Linked DNA regions of Mus musculus: regions 1 and 3 are each linked to region 2. The links are chromatin contacts, called in public HiChIP or PLAC-seq maps. All regions are on one chromosome and are shown on one strand. Each heading gives the region's core, a stretch centred on a gene start, on an enhancer-like site or on the middle of the called end of the contact. The rest is flanking DNA. Distances are from core to core; before and after follow the strand shown.

Region 1 (4,011 bases), core at 1,139-3,638, 410 kb after region 2:
TGAAGCGTACCTAGGAGTCAGACAGGTAGGCTGAGGGCAGGCAATGTGGACAGAAACTCATAAATACTCATAAAAAGAGAACCACTAAGAAACCACTTAGAAACCTTCTGTCCAATCGGAAAGAAATCTATTTCCTTAAATACATGGAAATGGAATCACCCTGAAGCTTTCAAAAATACTGCCGCCTAGATACCTTTCCTGGGAATTCAGACAAGGAGGGGTCGAACTATAACATGATAAAACTCCTCTAGGGAATTTTAAATTCACATTTGGTGATTATGTGAGAAACAGACTTCCAACCAGACTAGAAGCAGACTCAAATGTGCCCAATCCAGGACCTTCCGTTGATTCATTTATAGTGGTAGACATGTAACATTCGTGAGCATCTTCTTTAGAAAATAAACATAATAATCCCCAACAAAGTGGCAGCTCATTCACTGAATGCCTACTGTAACCAGGCATTGCTTTGTATGGTGGGAACCTAGAAGGGAACTAAGAGATATCTTCTACTCTCCTGACATCCCCCCTCCCAAAGAGGCCAAAGAAAGGAAAGTCTTATAGTAAAAAAATTAAACATAACATAAGTAAAGCACTTATCACAGTGTGGGCTGCCCGGGATAGGGAATTACTAGTAATAATCATGTTTGTGTAGTTAACTAGGATGGTAATGTGAAATTGAATAATATTTTCAGTTATAATGAAGCCTAATAACTGTAATGTAAGCAGAATGCTTCATTTAAAGCAAACAAGTGATAAATAAACTGCCCCAGAATTAGCAACTGGAAAATGTCCTTGGAAAGGTAATGCTAAACCAACCTTCATTGGAACAAAGATATCTATAAGTCACTGCTGCAAGGATGCACTCAGTATCAAATATACCAGCTACATAGTTAGACATTATTCAATCCCTACTTCAGAGAAACGAAGACTTCAAATACCAATGCAGCCATTCCTATCTTTGAGATCTTACGAGCCCTCTGCAGGTCAGCTCCGGTAATGCAGGAGTGGCCATGGTCACTGGCTTTCCTACATTAGGATCCACTCTGAGCTGTAACCCACCCCTAACACAGTGTTCATAATTGGTGACAGCTACATTCTATCCATATGTAGGTTTTCACTGTATTTAACTTGGTGAGATTTAACGAGGCTGATTTTATTGGTGTGCTGTCATTATTGTGTCAAGTCAGGGAAAAATTTCTTCATCCTGAATGTCTTTATGAAGGCATTTGCCTTAAGTAATTCCTATAGTATACAGTGACATAAACATTTCAGTAGCTTGCTATAGTAAGTATCAAGTGGGCTTTCTTGGAACTCATTTTAATTTACAGCTATGAATGCAAAGAGAAAGGATATTAATTAGCTTTCAATCTTTTAGGACTCTGCTAAATTTATAACAATTCTTCTATGTGGTCTGAGATTCCATACCCTGTATCTGACTGTGTGCAACAGAACACACATTTGCCTAGAATGTTCTTGGACAGAAGTTTAATGCATGATCACCATGCAGGACTGACCCTGTCATGGTGCTGCCCTGGCCTCTAGCACACAAAGGGAAAGCCTGAAGTTAGCTGCTGTTCAGGGTTTTGTGGAGAGACAAATGCCACTGGACCCAGTTTTACACATGGATCCTTCTTCATAATACACATGGAATTTTTGTATTTCCTGAGGGCAGCTGCTTCGCATTGGAATAGGCTTGAGGTTTGAAATGGAAAGACTTATTCTAGGCTACTTCATTAGTCAAGGGCCACAGACCTGTCAGAGTAATTAAACATGGTGTTCAAAGCACATGCTTGGAGGACTAGCTATGTTAGGGTGAATGTATCAGTGTGAGCTATGCTATGTTATAAATTTTTCCCAGTGAATCAATGTATACATTAAATAGTCTATCGTTCATATTGTTCTTAGTACAGATGTGTACACAATGCAGAGCTGTCATGTAGGATGGATGCTCAACCATGGTATAGTCCTTTGGGACCTTATGCTCTCATATTAAAGAATGCCATTTACACATAGTAGATCCCTGGCTTCTCTCCATTGAATGCAGTAGCATCACCCCAGTGTGTCCTGCCCGCTGACAGCCCATCCCATGTTTTTTAATAATTCTGTGGCATTTCCTGGGAAATGTTCTGTCAGGCTTCACATTCCAGACATTTTCTGGAGAAGGTTAATTTCCATTGCTGAGTGCCCCACAAGTATGGGATGGGCTTGTAGAACACTGAACCTTTCTTCTGAGAAACCGACATCAAGTGACCAGGCCAAATGCTATCTCTTCTGTGCTCAAAAGACAGTGTAATCATCACCTCTCACAGCCCACAGATTTGGTCAATGTGCTGGCTGTGGGGCTCTGTGATCCCCTGGGACATCTGTGTCTGCTCAGATGATAGGCACTTATATCCTGTTAACACTTGAGAACAGACCTTTCCACTATATCTGACAGCAGTTACACAGTGTGTTTCTCAGACACATTTCTAGGATTGAGTCACAAAGGTGGAGACTGGGTGAGCACAAACAAGTGTCTGTACTAAGATATTTAAGACGTTAAACCACAAGTATTCTAGATGCCAATCTTCGAACCCCCTCTGGAGATATGAATGCATATTCTGCCTGCTAGATTTGGAGAAAAACAATGACTTAGCAAATATCAGTATACTGAAATCTTCTTAGACTAAATTAAAGACAGAATTAAATAGAAGTTAAGGAAGAAAGAATGAATGATAGATGAAGAATAAATGATAACTCTGTAAGTAGAGTATCAATTTGGAATGGAGACTTGCCATTAAGTTTTGCTTTTTGTTTCAATTTGCAGCCAATGTTTTCAGTTGCACCAAGCTTAGCCACCAGTGCATCAGCAGCCTTTAACCCTTACCTGGGGCCTGTTTCCCCAAGCCTGGTTCCAGCAGAGATCTTGCCGACTGCACCAATGTTGGTCACGGGGAATCCTGGAGTTCCAGTGCCAGCAGCTGCCGCAGCTGCTGCACAGAAGTTAATGCGGACAGACAGACTGGAGGTAGGATAAAGAGTTGAACCTTCATAGTTTCCATTACAGTTCTTCAAGTGTTTGTAGCCAGAGTGACTTTAAACTGAATGAACATGTCTTGGTTCAGTGTTTGTGCAAGTTTGCTAGAATATGGTTATGCTGTTTTGGTTAATGCAACAATTACAAAATCAGTCAGCATCTATGTCTAGGTTCCTCAGGGAGGGCTTGGAACTGGGATCAGCGTGTCTGTTTCTCCACTTTGTCTTAGTATCCTTAAAATCTTGCACATGATGCTAATGCTCAAACCTCAAAGAGTTAGAAAAAATGTTTGGCCCAGAACAGTTGCTTCTTGAATGTTTCTTGTAGTCATCAACACAATATAATGATTATTGGAGTGAACAAATAAATGACTGAAGTCCAGAGGATCTCATAAACAGGAACACATTGGCTGCTGTGCACGAACTATTACAAAACTCTCTGCAGATGTTGTCATAACCTCTGAAGTACTTCCATTGAGGCAGGCGGGTGGTTTTATGAAACGCACCCTGATAAAAGCGTTTTTAGTAGGCTGTCACATGATTGTCATTGTCTTGGGGCGGAGGATAAGCAGACGCACACACTTTACTGTTGTGACTGAAAAGGAAATTAGAGATAAAGTTCTAGTATGACATTACTATTCAGAATTTTAGCATGGCATGAATTAACAGCCTTGATAAACAGTTTCTGTAGAAAAATGGCCTAGTAAGTAAAAACTGAGTTGCCTCTCCTGTCTGTCTGCTTAGGACGGACTTGGGGCTGAGATGGCCTGGGTGTACTAATTACAGGGAAAGTAAAGTAGGGTGCACTTGGAGGGCCTTGACTCTAATAACTTTCCAGTCTGTTAGAAATATAATAAAATGCCTTATTTATTCATTATACTCTATTGAACGTATTAGAAAGGATATCATATTGTAGCATTTTGTGAGGATGTGCCAGATACAGCCATCACATAGCCTACCTTTAGAACAACCTGATGGGAAAGATGCTGTCACTAC
Region 2 (3,909 bases), core at 171-2,670:
TGGATATTAGCCCAGAAACTTAAAATACCCAAGATATAGGATACAATTTGCTAAACACATGAAACTCAAGAAGAACAAAGACCAAACTGTGGACACTTTGCCCCTTCTTAGAATTGGGAACAAAACACCCATGGAAGGAGTTACCGAGACACAGTTTGGAGCTGAGACGAAAGGATGGACCATCTAGAGACTGTCATATCCGGGGATCCATCCCATAATCAGCTTCCAAATGCTGACACCATTGCATACATTAGCAAGAGTTTGCTGAAAGGACCCAGATATAGCTGTCTCTTGTGAAACTATGCTGGGGCCTAGCAAACATAGATTTGGATGCTCACAGTCAGCTATTGGATGGATCACAGGGCCCCCAATGGAGGAGCTAGAGAAAGTAACCAAGGAGGTAAAGGGGTCTGTAACTCTATAGGTGGAACAACAATATGAACTACCCAGTACCCCTCAGAGATTGTGTCTCTAGCTGCATATGTATCAGAAGATGGCCTAGTTGACCATCAGTGGAAAGAGAGGCCCATTGGTCTTGCAAACTTTATCTGCCTCAGTACAGGGGAAAGCCAGGGCCAAGAAGTGGGAGTGGGTGGGTGGGAGAGTGGGTGGGGGAGCGTGTGGGGGACTTTTGGGATAGCATTGGAAATGTAAATGAAATAAATATGTAATAAAAAATAAATTAATTAAAAAATAGTTTGGAGCTTATATGTCATGAAACAACTGGGCTATATTTTAGTTTAGTCATCTGGTTGACCCGCCTCTTACATAAATGGTTATGTCAATTCATTTAAAGAATTCCAATACTAGTAAAATGTTTATGGTTTTTTCTTTGTGTGTGTGTGTGTGCGAGAGAGAGAGAGAGATGGGTGGGGGAGACACAAAGGAAGAACTACCTAGTGCTATGGCATGACAAAGAGTTCAAATAAGTATTTAAGAAGATCACCTCTTCAAGTTCTGCAGCTCTCATGGGATGAGCTACAGCTTGCAATGAGGATGGTGGAGCAGGTAAAAGGCACAGAAGTGAATGGAGCCATGATAGAATCTTCTTTTGTCTGGAGTGTATCAGATTGCTTATATTGAGGAGGACACCGTCATCAGGTTCTGGAAAAATAGTAATACTCACTGAACTCCAAATCTGCCTTCAACTATGGGTCTGAAATAACATTGGCCCAGTAGACCATACAGAATACAGTTTTCTGAAGTTATCCATGTCCTAATCTTTGAAATTTCTGAATTTTATTTTACATGGCATGGGGATATTGAGGTTATCATCAAGTTAAAGCTTCTATCCAATGTAACTGTTTAATTACTAAAATGTGGAGAACCTTTCTGCAGTTTGATGAGTCAGATAAACTGTAGGATCTGTGATGCAGTGAGGCTGCCTGCAAAGAAAAATGAAATTATGAGTCATGGATTGTGGCAGCTTCTACGTGCTGAGAATAGCCAGGGCAAGTACTCCTGGAATTTTAGGAAAGAGCACAGCCTTCTAGTTTATGTTATTCTATACGCTGAATTTGCATTAAGCTACCAACTCGTAACCATTTTTCACAACATTGCAGAGTGTTGAGTCATGTACACCCCCAAAACATATGTCAACCTCCAAGTTTACAGAATGTTTATAAATTATAAATATTATTAGCATTTCTACTGATAATATATCTAAGAATTATTGCAGTAGTTTCTATTATGTTTATATGTATGTATATACATATATAGACTTCCTGTGTGTAGTAGTAGTAGTAATAGTAGTAGTAGTAGTAGTAGTAGTAGTAGTAGTAGTAGTGGTAATAGGAGGAGGAGGAGGAGGAAGAGGAGGAGGAGGAGGAGGAGGAAGAGGAAGAGGAGGAGAAAGAGGAGGAGGAGGAGGAGGAAGAGGAGGAGGAGAAGGAGGAGGAGGAGGAGGAGAAGGAGGAGGAGAAGGAGGAGTCCGATGGATCAGTGATTCTCTCCCAATCTGGGTAAGAGTCTATACAATAAAATAAATTTAGTGTAGTCTAGAAAAGAGGAACTGACCATTGGGAAGCATAATTTTATTTCTTTACTCTCAGGGTCTCCAGCCCAATCTGAGAATAAACTTGACCTTAAATCAAATAGTAAGAGAACTACAAATAGGCTTTTTACACATACTTGGTGAGCCCAACATGAAAATGAAGACTGAGAATCCATATGCCCATTAATATACTATGTTAAGCAAAGAGAATAAGCTTCATAAAAATATTTAAAATATCTAGCAACAGTAAAGAAAGATAAATCATTTTAATAGACTCTCTGTGTAGACTTTTCTTCATGTTTACTCTCCATCATGGGTAGGCATCTGTGACTGCTATTCCTAGTTGTCAACTTGATTATATCTAGAATGAACTCCAGAACTGGAGGGTCTACCTGTGATCCAGATCTTGAGGAATGGAAGACAAGTTTCTGACATGGATCTTGTTATGGAGATCTTGAGGCATAGTGGCCATGAAAATCTTAGGCCCATGCAAGGTAGTACACACCTTCAAGTCTAGGAGACTGAGGTAAGCAGATCTCTGAATTCAAGATCAACCTGGAACAAAGCAAGTTTTAGATCCAGGTGTGGTGCTGCACACACCTTAATCTGCTCCACACCTGCTGGAAGCCTACATAAGGACATTGAAAGAAGAAGTAGTCACTCTTTGATTGCCTATACTTTCTTGTCAGCACATCTGTCAGAACCTTCTTCTACAGAAGACCAACTCAAACAACTAACCACATGGGACTGAGCAACTACTTGATCCTTTGTCTTTTTATTCACAACTGCCCATTGTTGGGTTAGTTGGACTATAGACTGTAAGTCATTACAATAAATCCCCTTAATAAATAGAGACATTCCATAAGTCCTGTGACTTGAGAGAACCCTGACCAAGTCAGTATCTTTCACAAGGAGATTTATTTCTGGGTTTTAGAAGAATGAGATCATCATGGCCTTCCTGAACTTGCAGATTTTCATGTGACTTTAGATTAATATAGCCTTTAAGCTAAAATTGCATATTGTGGATGACACCCACTGCTTATATTAAACAGATTAGTGAGAACCCTTAAGATCTCATTTTCCTTGATGAATTTGTCATTATTCAGAAGCCTTATCATTGATTGTTGATACTACAAAGTTAGCAAATGAAGAATAGCTCTAAGGGTAGCAGATAAATATTAACTGACTTTACAAACGATGACCTGTAAAACCTACACTGTATGCCTAGGAGAGATCAAATATGGACAAAGGAAAAATAATTCCCAGACAACTGAATTAGCTAGTAGTCAAAATCATAAGTGGTAATTACTTTAAGTTTAAAAAGCATGTATAGGGCAAAGTGAAAAAAATTCAGCAAAATTTATAAAAAAGCAAGGATGACAATTTGAGTGAATCTGAAAAATTAACAAAGATGAATAAAACTGCTGTATTGAGAAGTCCACTTGGGATTTTGTTACTCTTTTATGGATTTAACAGTGTTGAAACTCTAGCCTCCAATATCACTATAATTGGAGATGGAACCTTTGGGGAAATAACTGAGGTTAAATGAGGTTATAAGCATAGCCTGTTGATCCAACAAGACAAGTTTTCTTATAAGAAAGAGCATTCTCTTGTTTACTTGCTTCTCCTCCACCAGTCTCTCTCCCATTGTCAATTCTTCCCACTCCCTTCTTTCTTTTTCTGCACATATTCATAGAGCAGAAGCCATATAAGATTGTAACTAAGATATCTATCTTTATGTTTAATAAAGAAAGTAACTTCCAGAAAGTAACTCTAAGCACCAAATAATTTTGTTCTTGAAGTCATGAGCACTCTAAGGGTATATATATATATATATTTATATATATATATATATATATATATATATATATGCTGATTTTCAAGTGACAGTTTGTGATAGTCTGTTAAGAGAGCCA
Region 3 (3,987 bases), core at 420-2,919, 270 kb after region 2:
AGCTTAATCAGTTAGCTTTAGGTTCAGTGAGAGACCTTGTCAAAAGGTAAGGTAGAAAGGTATTGAGTAAATCATACATTGTTAACCAATATGTAACCATTTATGTATATCTATACAAAAATGTCCACATATGAACACACACACACACACACATCTTAGAAATATCTTCATATTATGGTGTAAAGTGCAAAAGCATGCAGTGATGTTTTAAGTTACTTTAAATAATCTCACAAAACAATTTAATTTGTTATATAATATGAGTTTATAGATAAAATTTGATAAGAAATGAATAACAGGGATCAAATATACACAATACACAACATAGGTTATGCTCTGAGTGGTATGGCTAAAACCAAGATATGCATATCCAATTGATCACACAACTTACATCATGGGTAGCAAAACAATGGAGAGAATTTGAGTGGACTTTTTGTCTTTATGTTATATTACAATCCTTAAGAACGTACCTTTTGTTTTGTAACCTTCCAATAATATTTTTAGGTGAATATTTAAGGCCCCCCTTACAGATGAGGAAATGTCACAGAAATAATGGTTGCCTTGCTTAATGAATAATAGAAGCAGATCTTTGATTTTATTTTCTTCCACATTACATGGAAACACCTAGGACTTTGTAACATCAAAACTTCTCCAGGAAAACATGCATTCTGAAGGGAAAGATTAAGAATTGGTTACTATTTGCTAATGGAAACTTCAAGTAGAAACATGTTGAAAATACAGTGTGATGAGACAATTTATCAGACTAAATTATGAGAAAAAGCAGTATCTAACATTTACACAGCTAGAAGCTCCTATGAGAAAATCAGAGAAGGCGAGGAGGAAGCCCAGAATGGAAACTCAACTTCCAGGGAGAGGAAGTGGTCAGTAGAGGGCATGTGCTGAAAAGTGATGGCAAGAGAAGCCTTTAATGTGTTTGCAGTTTGGTGACAGAGCTCATTTCCTGACTAACAAGGAGACTTGGTGAATAAGAGGAAGCAAGAATACAAATGCAGAAGGACAGTGTGACACGAATAAACTTAATAGTGTTCCACTTCCTCCCAACATTAACCGTGGCAATAGAGGATGTATCATCAAAACTTCTCCAGGAAAACATGCATTCTGAAGGGAAAGATTAAGAATTGGTTACTATTTGCTAATGGAAACTTCAAGTAGAAACATGTTGAAAATACAGTGTGATGAGACAATTTATCAGACTAAATTATGAGAAAAAGCAGTATCTAACATTTACACAGCTAGAAGCTCCTATGAGAAAATCAGAGAAGGCGAGGAGGAAGCCCAGAATGGAAACTCAACTTCCAGGGAGAGGAAGTGGTCAGTAGAGGGCATGTGCTGAAAAGTGATGGCAAGAGAAGCCTTTAATGTGTTTGCAGTTTGGTGACAGAGCTCATTTCCTGACTAACAAGGAGACTTGGTGAATAAGAGGAAGCAAGAATACAAATGCAGAAGGACAGTGTGACACGAATAAACTTAATAGTGTTCCACTTCCTCCCAACATTAACCGTGGCAATAGAGGATGTATCATTTTGTGTGTGTGTGTGTGTGTGTGTGTGTGTGTGTGTGTGTGTGTGTGTATCAAAAAGAACTGGAAGCAGAGGCTCAACCAGATACTTGCACAACAATGTGTAGGTCAGCACCCTCCATAACCCCCCAAGGGAAGAAACAACCCACTGTCCCCTGACAGATGAACAAAATGTGGCATATTCACACAGCAGAACTCTGGCCAAACTTGAGAAAAGAAGGTAACTTGGACAGAGGCTAGACACTTATGAACCTAAATGAAATAAACCAGACACAGGAGAGCAAAGACCATGTGAGTCCATTTATGTATAGTACCTAGAATAGTCAAGTCCTGGAAATAGAATAGTGGTTGCTAGGGAGCACAGGGAGGGCAGGTTGTTGTTCAGTGTTCATAGATGAGAAAGTCCTGAAGGCTAAGAGCTAAAGGTTCCAAAAATGTGGATGCACTTGATGGCTTCAGAAGGTACAGATAACATGCTAAAATGGTGAAATCTATGTTACATTTGATACAAACATAGAAGAAAGACACGAGGAAACAGTGTTGGTAATTACCTCAAAAAATTCAGATGAAGAAAAAGAGAGCAGTAGGCTGGATTAGTTAGCCAGAGCAAAAGTTGGGAAGCTGGCAAAACCTCAAGCATAGTCACCAAAATAAATGCACAGAAGCATAAATGCTCATCTTCTAGACAGAAGAGACAGAGTACTGATGTCAGGAAAGAGACGTAACTTCTGTGGTCCACCCATTATCTAAAATGGTAATATTTCAAGATTTTCTCACAGTAGAAGCATGAGAACAATTGGCACCAAACCCTACTTATGCCAGTGAGTGTTTTCTGTGTCCTTACCATGAACATTAATTACATCACCATGAGATCTATTTTCTTCTTGAATTGCCAAGAGTGTTCGCCTTTTCCTTTTGAGGGAGTCCTTCATGGCTTCTCTTGGTACATTAAAGTGGGTAGAGCATCACTATTCTAGAATGTTGGGGTCGTTATCAAGTAAAACAGGGTTACTTGAGTACAGGTCCTAAGACAGTGTGGCAGGGCTACTAAGAACCAAAGTAGATAATAATTGACTGTGGGTAGGTAGTGCGCACAATGTGGGTCCACTAGGCACATAGAGGGAGTCTGGCATGGGATTTCATCATGCACAGAATTCTGGCAACTTAAAATTATATATCTGTTTTAGTTAGGGTTTTATGCTGTAAAGAGACACCATGACCATGGCAACTCTTGTAAAGGAAAACATTTGGTTGGGACTGGCTTATAGTTCAGAGGTTTACAGTCCATTATTTTCATGGTGGGAAGCATCGCAGCATGCAAGCAGACAGACATGATGCTAGAGAAGAAGCTGAGAGTTCTACATCTTGATCCACAGGCAACAGGAGACTGTGTGCCACACTAAGTATAGCTTGAGCATAGGAGATATCAAAGCCCACCCCCACAGTGACACACTTCCTCTAACAAGGCCACACATAATCCTCATAGTGTCACTCCCTATCACTAAGCATTCAAACACATGAGTTCATAGGGCCATACCTATTTAAACCATCACAATGTATCATTTCCATAGTTTTCCACATAATGTTTTTGAATTGTGGCTAGACACTTGTAATTGAAACTTTAGTCAGAGAACCCATAGATGAGGGGACACTACTATATCCACAGGTGCTGAGGAGGTAAGACTGGGCCTATAGGCCTAAATGATTCTGATGTTATATTCACAAAATCATGATACAAAAACAAAATCACCTAACTAATAATGAATCTCAGCAGTGGCATTTCCTCGGGGGACTATTCTGTCTGTATTTCACTAATGAATTCAAATCAAATTTTATGTGATGTCACTTGGGTTTATTACTGTTTGTATCTTTTGTTTTTGTTTTCTTTGTGTGATATTTCACGACAGGAAAGGGTCTTAGTTTGTTTCAGTTATTTTACTTCTTGTCAATTTATGTTAAATGTATGTGTAATAAGATGAAAAATATTTCCATTTTTAGTGATTCACCCATGCATCTGTCCATTGACTACACCATTAAATACAAAGCTTGGGGTATGGAATTAAGACCTCTGGGGATTTTTCTCCTTCTGTGTTAGCATATTTATTATTGTCTTTGTTCTATTCATGCTTGGGCAAATTATGGTGGTGAGGCTTCATGGGTGTAGCTTCTGACATTCCCAAGAGATAGCGTCTCAGCAAACTCCCTGGTTTTCTGTCTTACTATCTTTATGGCTCTTTGGAAAATATGTCTGAGCCTTGGGTGCAGAGTTATATTGTAGATTTAGCCATTGTAACCATATACAAAGAACTACAGGCAACTAATGTAGCTTGACAGCTTGAGAAATCAAATACCGAATGGCCAGCCCTGAAAACATACAAATGATGTTATGCAGATAATACCTAAGTATTTATAGATATATGTTAAATACATGTATGTGGGTGTGACAATTA

The links. HiChIP or PLAC-seq counts read pairs in DNA pulled down with a chosen protein or histone mark.
Region 1: a contact with region 2 is called in a CTCF HiChIP or PLAC-seq map of the NIH/3T3 cell line, with 5 read pairs. The contact joins two enhancer-like sites. A contact is called at or near these places in 1 of 15 datasets of contacts at CTCF or cohesin (the NIH/3T3 cell line), 1 of 484 Hi-C or Micro-C datasets (uterus), 3 of 115 datasets of contacts at active chromatin or transcription factors (CD8 T cells, astrocytes and large pre-B cells) and 1 of 9 other capture datasets (embryonic stem cells).
Region 3: an H3K4me3 HiChIP or PLAC-seq map of bone marrow-derived macrophages shows a contact between it and region 2, with 4 times the contacts expected there. The contact joins two enhancer-like sites. A contact is called at or near these places in 5 of 39 promoter capture datasets (the C10 cell line, the HPC-7 cell line, hippocampal neurons and 1 more), 1 of 484 Hi-C or Micro-C datasets (embryonic fibroblasts) and 2 of 115 datasets of contacts at active chromatin or transcription factors (bone marrow-derived macrophages and large pre-B cells).

Annotation. Positions count from the first base shown.
Region 1 is chr3:60,600,888-60,604,898 of GRCm38.p6, forward strand. Mbnl1 (muscleblind like splicing factor 1) reads left to right here. Exons shown (of 10, transcript NM_020007.4): 4 at 2,807-3,007. Among named protein-coding and RNA genes, the nearest start is that of Mbnl1, 100 kb to the left of the region's middle. Within about 2 kb of position 2,389, at least 84 of the 459 cell types and tissues checked have an H3K27ac peak or open chromatin away from gene starts, as enhancers often do. A contact at or near this core is called in the NIH/3T3 cell line, where this site is marked.
Region 2 is chr3:60,194,796-60,198,704 of GRCm38.p6, forward strand. No RefSeq gene overlaps it. Among named protein-coding and RNA genes, the nearest start is that of Gm24382, 69 kb to the left of the region's middle. Within about 2 kb of position 1,421, at least 11 of the 459 cell types and tissues checked have an H3K27ac peak or open chromatin away from gene starts, as enhancers often do. A contact at or near this core is called in the NIH/3T3 cell line and bone marrow-derived macrophages, where this site is marked.
Region 3 is chr3:60,467,927-60,471,913 of GRCm38.p6, forward strand. No RefSeq gene overlaps it. Among named protein-coding and RNA genes, the nearest start is that of Mbnl1, 31 kb to the right of the region's middle. Within about 2 kb of position 1,670, at least 51 of the 459 cell types and tissues checked have an H3K27ac peak or open chromatin away from gene starts, as enhancers often do. A contact at or near this core is called in bone marrow-derived macrophages, where this site is marked.